Linked DNA regions of Sus scrofa: region 2 is linked to region 1. The links are chromatin contacts, called in public Hi-C maps. All regions are on one chromosome and are shown on one strand. The core of a region is the stretch at or near the end of the contact, and the rest is flanking DNA. Distances in the headings are between cores, read along the strand shown. Region 1 holds the start of GADD45G (growth arrest and DNA damage inducible gamma). Region 2 has its middle 48 kb from the start of GADD45G.

What was found. A called contact is a pair of places that touch in the nucleus more often than the background predicts.
Region 2: a contact with region 1 is called in a Hi-C map of liver, with 1.9 times the contacts expected there. The contact joins the enhancer-like site here to the promoter of GADD45G in region 1. A contact is called at or near these places in 1 of 5 promoter capture datasets (liver), 4 of 47 Hi-C or Micro-C datasets (heart right ventricle, liver and skeletal muscle) and 1 of 2 datasets of contacts at active chromatin or transcription factors (skeletal muscle).

The regions. Positions count from the first base shown.
Region 1 is chr14:1,164,502-1,167,537 of Sscrofa11.1, reverse strand. GADD45G (growth arrest and DNA damage inducible gamma) reads right to left here and starts at 1,538. Exons shown (of 4, transcript NM_001185129.1): 1 at 1,393-1,538; 2 at 1,030-1,131; 3 at 686-899; 4 at 1-606. The coding sequence starts at 1,445. The coding sequence ends at 496.
Region 2 is chr14:1,212,469-1,215,752 of Sscrofa11.1, reverse strand. No RefSeq gene overlaps it. Among named protein-coding and RNA genes, the nearest start is that of GADD45G, 48 kb to the right of the region's middle. Within about 2 kb of position 1,387, at least 14 of the 83 cell types and tissues checked have an H3K27ac peak or open chromatin away from gene starts, as enhancers often do. A contact at or near this core is called in liver, where this site is marked.

The DNA.
Region 1 (3,036 bases), core at 289-2,788:
TTTTTTCAGTAAGTTTATTGTAAGACTCAACGCTGCAGCAGCATAATCCTTTAGAAAACGAAGCATCGCCCGGATCCGTTTTGAAACAGCAGTGCCTACTGCTAAGTCCGTCAGAGCTTCTGTTACTGTACAAGTCCAGGCCTCCTGGCCTTGCCTTTCCCCTCCTTTCTGCCGGGAGCACAGGCTGCTGAGTCACGCCTGCCCGGCCAGTCTGTCCTTCCCGGCCGCGCGGCCAACGTCCCGCCTCCGGCCTTCCTGGGCGAGCAACCGCTCCCCACACTTGTAGAGTCCTGGGCTGGGGCCAGCCTGCCCCTGTCGCCGCCGGGCCCCTCCTCGGGAGGGAGCCGCACCTCCTCGCCGCTCTCCACGCGCCGGCGCCTGCCAGTCTCCACGCCGCACTCGGGCGCCCTCCTAGGGCGCATCCACAGAGCCAGCCCCGCGCTAGGCGCCCCGGGGCGTTACCACGTCGATCAGACCAAGACCCCCGCCGGGCTGTCACTCGGGGAGGGTGATATTGGGCACCCAGTCGTTGACGCTGCGACTCTCCTCGCAGAACAGGCTGAGCTTCTCCAAGGCGGGGTCCTTCCACGCGTCCTCATTGGGGTTCTGCGAAGAGAGTCCAGAGGTCAACCGGGCTGGCCGCTGGCAAGGGCAGGGATGACATCGGGATGGAGGCGACACTCACCGAAATGAGGATGCAATGCAGGTCTCCCGGCGTGCCCGCCTCGTCACCGGTGCCCACGATCGCCGCCAGCCGCTGTACATCGCCCACACGCACGATGTCGATGTCGTTCTCACAGCAGAACGCCTGGATCAAAGTGAAGTGAATTTGCAGCGCAATGTCGCCCTCGTCTTCCTCGTCAGCAGCCAGCACGCAAAAGGTCACGTTGTCGGGGTCCCTGCGCGAGCGAGAAGGAGGTGAAGAGGTCAGATCGGTGTGCCCCGGGTGCCCCGTGCCGCCTTCTCCCCGGTCTCCCTTGCCGCTCTGCCCGCCCCCGGCCGCCTCGCCCGGACCGCGTCTATACTCACACATTCAGGACTTTGGCGGACTCGTAGACGCCGGCGGTGAGGCAGCCCTGTCGCTGCGCCGACAGCAACAGCTCGTGCAGTGCTTTCCCGGCGCCCTGCATCCTGTGGAGGAGCCACCGCCATGAGCGTGGACAGGCCGGAGGGTGAGCCAGGACCCCCGAGCCCTGGGAGGCACCCCCGGCGCCCGACTCCGGCGCTCCAGCCCAGTGCCGCACCCCCAGCCCAGCGGAAACACTTGGGCCTGACTTCTACCCAGCGGACCCCCACCCCGGAAGGTTTCGAAGACTGCGCCCAACCAGCCGCGGCCAGGGCAGGACCAGGATCCCGGAGCCCTGAGACGTTCGGCGCTCAGCGCGGACTTACCTGGCCGTGCTTTCTGGAACCGTATCCTGGCCGCGAACTTCTTCCAGAGTCATGTTGCGATCCGCAAGCAGCAAGTTATCCACAAAAGCAGAGGGCGGAGCGGACGCGAGCGAAGAGAGATCAGCCCGCAGCTCTGCTCGGCGTGCCCACCGCCAGCGAGTGAGCCCGGGTCCCGCCGCGCGCCTTTATATAGGCTGGGTCTTCGGCGCCGCCAGCTGGCGCAAGCCTGCGCGCCCATTGGCCGGCGCCCGCTTTCTGATGCAAATGAGGCGGCGGCCGGCGGCTCGTGCCAGAAGGCCACGTGGGGAGGGGTGCGGGGGATGACAATGCCTCAAATCTGCTGCTTTTGTCGGGGTGTTACCAGGCAGCCTGGAGCCTGCAGATTTCATCTAGCCTTTTTGTTTTTAAGTCTTTAAAAGGGAAAAGTTTAAAAAAAAAAAAAAAGCCAAACCCTTGCTAGCTAATAGTACGCTGCAATTTGTGAAATGCACCGTTGGAGAATCTAATGAATTTATTTTTGCATTTATTTTTGTTGTTACCTTTCTATTTTTTCTTTACTCTTAATTTGGAGTTTATGAGACAGTAGCTTTTAAAGCGGAACTTAAAAACACACAGTCCTGGCTTTAAGCTTGCAAAAGGCCCGGGCGCAGCTCCCTCCACCTGACACTAGGGCCCGGAATGCGAGGTTCTCCCTGCAGAATCAAGGCTCCGACCCCGTCGCGCTGGAAAGTCCCACCCGAGCTCCCCGCCCTCTGCAGAGCGCTGCGGGGCGCCGGGGCTCCCGAGCAGATTGCGGCCGGCGCACGCGGCTCGTTTGCATTTCTATGGAGGACGCACAATAGCGGAGGTCTGGCGTGTGGCGGTTTGTGGGAGGGACAATCGAAGCTTTCTCTTCATAGCGACACTGTCCACCTGCCGCTGGGTGGGGTGGGTAGGGCCCTGCCGCTCGTGGGGGTCGCCGGGCTGCCTGGCGCGTGGGGGTCGGGGCCGCGTGCCGCTCCTGCCCTCCTCGGTGCGCGGCTCCCCACCCCCACCCCCGCACAGGCCCTGCTGCACCAGCGGCACGTTTGCATGTAATTCCGCCCCACCGGGTCCTTGCACACGTGCGGAACAGCGGTGGCAGTTGGAAGGAACACCTGGCTGCTGCACCATTTACACAGCCGGCTGCGCTCAGCCCGGACCCCTTGGCTCCAGGCCCCTAGAGCTTGGGGAACGCGGCTCGGAATATCTTTCCCGGAGCGCCATCTACAGGCCGGCAGGAAAGATCCTGACCACCTCCCTCCCCTACACTTGCATTGACCACTAGTGACTTGGCCTGCAGCCTCCTGGTCAAGGAGCTGCCCTGGTAGGGTCGGCTGAGCTCCCTCCAAGCTGCGTATTAACAGAAGTCAGAAGAAAGGCTGCAAAACCCACGCCGGAAGGAGTTGGGGACAAACGAAAAGACCCTTCGCTCACTCAACTTATCACTTTTGGTGTCTGCATCTCTCTGCTCTACGTTGAAACCAGTGCTGCGGTGCATTCCATTGCCCCTCTTTTCTAGATGAGGCCTTAGAGACTGGACAGGACTGTTTGCGGGCCGGGGTGAATTCGCTGGAAGCCCAGGCTCTGGTGCAAGACCGGAGATAACGGGTAAGAAAAACAGCC
Region 2 (3,284 bases), core at 138-2,637, 48 kb before region 1:
TGAGATTATTTCTAACAAGCAGAAACACCCCAAAGGTGATAAAGCAGATTCAAAGGAAGCAAAGGGTGACAGTCAACACCCTTAGAGAGGTTCTAAGGAACAGACAAGCCAGCCCTGACTCAGCACTGATTTACCAACTGGAGATCCAGACAAGCCACTTGGCCTCTCTGAGCCTCAGCGTCTTCATCTGGAAAACAGGCTAAAGGACCAGCATGGAAACAGCAGCAGTGCAGCATCCAGGGATGCTGTGCTGTGCTCCAAGCATGGGCTTTGCCTGCAGAGGGACCAATGAGCTCCTTGCAGCCACGCTGGCCAGAGCCCTTAACGCCCATCTCATCCTCAATCCCCAGGAGAGAACCCCCAAAAGCAGGCTTCCCAAGCTGGGTATGTGTCCCCACCTCTCCTGCAGGGCTTGCTTGAATGCAGCACAGCCATCCTGCACTCAACTCCTCTGGGCTCCACCTCCTCACCTGTGAAACCAGAGAGGGAACCAGGGGCCCTTACAGTGCCCAGCCCAGTGCTGTGACTGTCGTGGTGGACTCAGGCCAGGGTTTACAGTAGAACCATGAATACTCGGCTCCCAGAACATCTCCTAACCATCCTTGCAGATGGTTTAGAATGACGACCTGGAAAGGCAGCCCCCAGCAACTGCTGAAAAGGAGTCTCTCTTTTTTTTTTTTTTTTTTTCTTTTTGGGGCCACACCCACGGCATATGGAGGTTCCCAGGCTAAGGGTCGAATCGGAGCTGCAGCTGTCAGACTACATCATAGCCACACCAGATCCTTACCCCACTGAGCGAGGCCAGGGATCGAACCCGCATCCTCATGGATCTTAGTCAGGTTCATTAACCGCCGAGCCACAAAGGGAACTGCGAGAAGGATTCTGAGGTTGCATGCAGACACCACCGTGATTGCTTAGTGGCATCTGCTGAGGAGGCGGGAGGAAGTGGTGACAGCTGTGTGTTGGCACTTTGCCATCCAGGTTTTCAGAAAGTCTGGGGTGAAGCAAGGCTTACAGATGGACTGACAGACAGAGATGTTACAGAAAACTTCCCACTGAGGGAAGCAGTGCCTGTACCAAGGTGCTGGCCAGTGTCTAAGCCTAAAACACAGCTGGTCCTTGCAGTTAGACTGTGCTGAGTGGACAGAGGACCACGGTGACCCTGCCTGCACCAGACCTGCGCCTCTGACCAGCCCAGGGCATGTGCTTCAGCCAAGCAGCCAGCCCTCCATTCACTCCCACCCCCCACCCCCCGCCCCGCCGCCCCAGAGGATGGGGAAATCAAAACCGGATGCTAAAGCAGCCAGAGCTGCTGCATCATGTCCATCCAGGGCCTAGGGAGAGCATCCAAGTGGTACATGTGTGTCAGACCCAACCCAGAGACAGGAGCCCTGAGACGTGGAGCCACTGATGCTTCCCTCAAAAGGGTTCTGGGCAGCCTGATCATGGCATAGCCACTCCGGGAGATGACATGTTTTCCAGGCATTTTTCAGGATTTGGAAGAACAAAATGTATTCTTTTAAAAATAAGCCACACGCAGGCCAGGCAGGGCAGCCAGCCACAGAGCTTCCTGGTTGAATCCCTTCAGCTGAACTGATAAGGGCTGTGCCGGGTCAGCCTGACCTCCCTCCAGCCACAGCCTGACTCTGAGTAGGCAGGCTGGCCACTGGCTAGAGTCCCTGGCTGACAGCACTGCCTCACGCCACTTGCCTCTCCTGCTGCCAGATTCTTACCTGTCCAGTTCCCGGCAAAGTACCTGTCCTCCTCACCCCCCAGGGCTGGTTTGAGCCACAGCTGTGCTCACACCATAGCCCTGCCCATGGGGGTTCCAACCTCATAAACAAGAGACAGAAGACAGGTATCATAGAGGAAGAGGACCTGGTGGGGTGCACAGGCTCTGACTGGGACATAGAGGAGGACTCGGTGCTCAGGGGGCTCAGGGAATGGAGCAAGGGAGAAGGGTAGGCCTGGGGTTCTGGAAAGCCTGGGCTTTGTCAGACAGACAGAGGAAGGAGGTTCAAGGCAGAAGGAATGGCCCTGCAAGTGCCCAGAGGTGTGAGAGCGCAGACTGAGAAAGGGCAGGGACCTCTGGGAGCCTGGGAGGAGGGGGAGGGACAAAAACTAGCAAGATCAGGATCCACAGGACTTGCAGTGACAGCATGAAGAAGCAGCAGAAGTGACCCTGGGGTCTCTCGGGGCTACAGAAGAGACAGGTGTTGGGAAGGGAAGGGAGGCAGCAGGCCAGAGGAGGAAGGAGGGAGGGGGACCCCAGTGATCCAGGGGGAGGGTGTTCTGAACCAGGTGGAGAGGGGGTGTGCTGGGCTGGGCCAAAGAGCCAGGAGAGGACTCTGGGAAGGAACAGCCAGGGAAGAAAGAGGGAACCTATCCCATTGCTGGAGCCAGGAGGTCGTGAGGAAGGATTGGGGACACAGCCAGACGTCCAGTGGCAGAAGCAAGATGAGACTGAAAAGCATCTTGGGTGGGAAGCCATGTGCCCTCACCATCAGTGGGTTAAGCTGAACACACATACCATCAGCTGAAACCCAAGTTCCTCACAGAACACAGAAAAATAAATGCCAGTTGGGTTAAGCATATAAAATTGCCTTTTAAAATCTGCATTTAATAGAAAATATGGGAGGAGATATTTGTAAGCTTGGCACAGAAAGAATCTTCCTAAGCAAAATATGGAACAGACTGTAAATAGTAACACCTGAGGGAGGATGATGCAAATGGTACGTGGATGAACGGGGGTGTTCACTTTGATTAATGTTTTCTGCATTATATTATGTTTATTATTTTAAAAAAATAAGAGAAAGGATAAAAAGATAGTCGAGAAGAATGGAATGCACAAGGAGTGTCTGGCGGGGGGGAGAAAGAGGAGGCAGAATGAGTTCCAAGGATCTCCGAGGTCAGAACCACTTCTGTATCCAGGTACCCCTCGTGTTTCAAAAGTTCACCTCATGCCACTTGGCTTTTACAAAAGACCACCATCAGTTTTCTGCAACCAAAAGAAATCCAAAGAAGATTTCATTTTTATGGGGAAAGGCAAAAAGTGAACATAGTGATCAGGGTTCTTTTGGCAGCAGCCCTTACGGAGGCAGCTCATGCCAGAGCAGCAAGAATGGCACCACCAACCTTCTTCCCAGAACCACACTCAGCATCTCAGCGTAGAGCCACCACAGCTTTGAACTGTGTCTGTGAGCATCTGTGCTTTGTCTCCATTGATTCTGTGCATCTGTTAGCAAAAATGGGTCCTAACTTAACTGCTTCCATACCTTAAACCA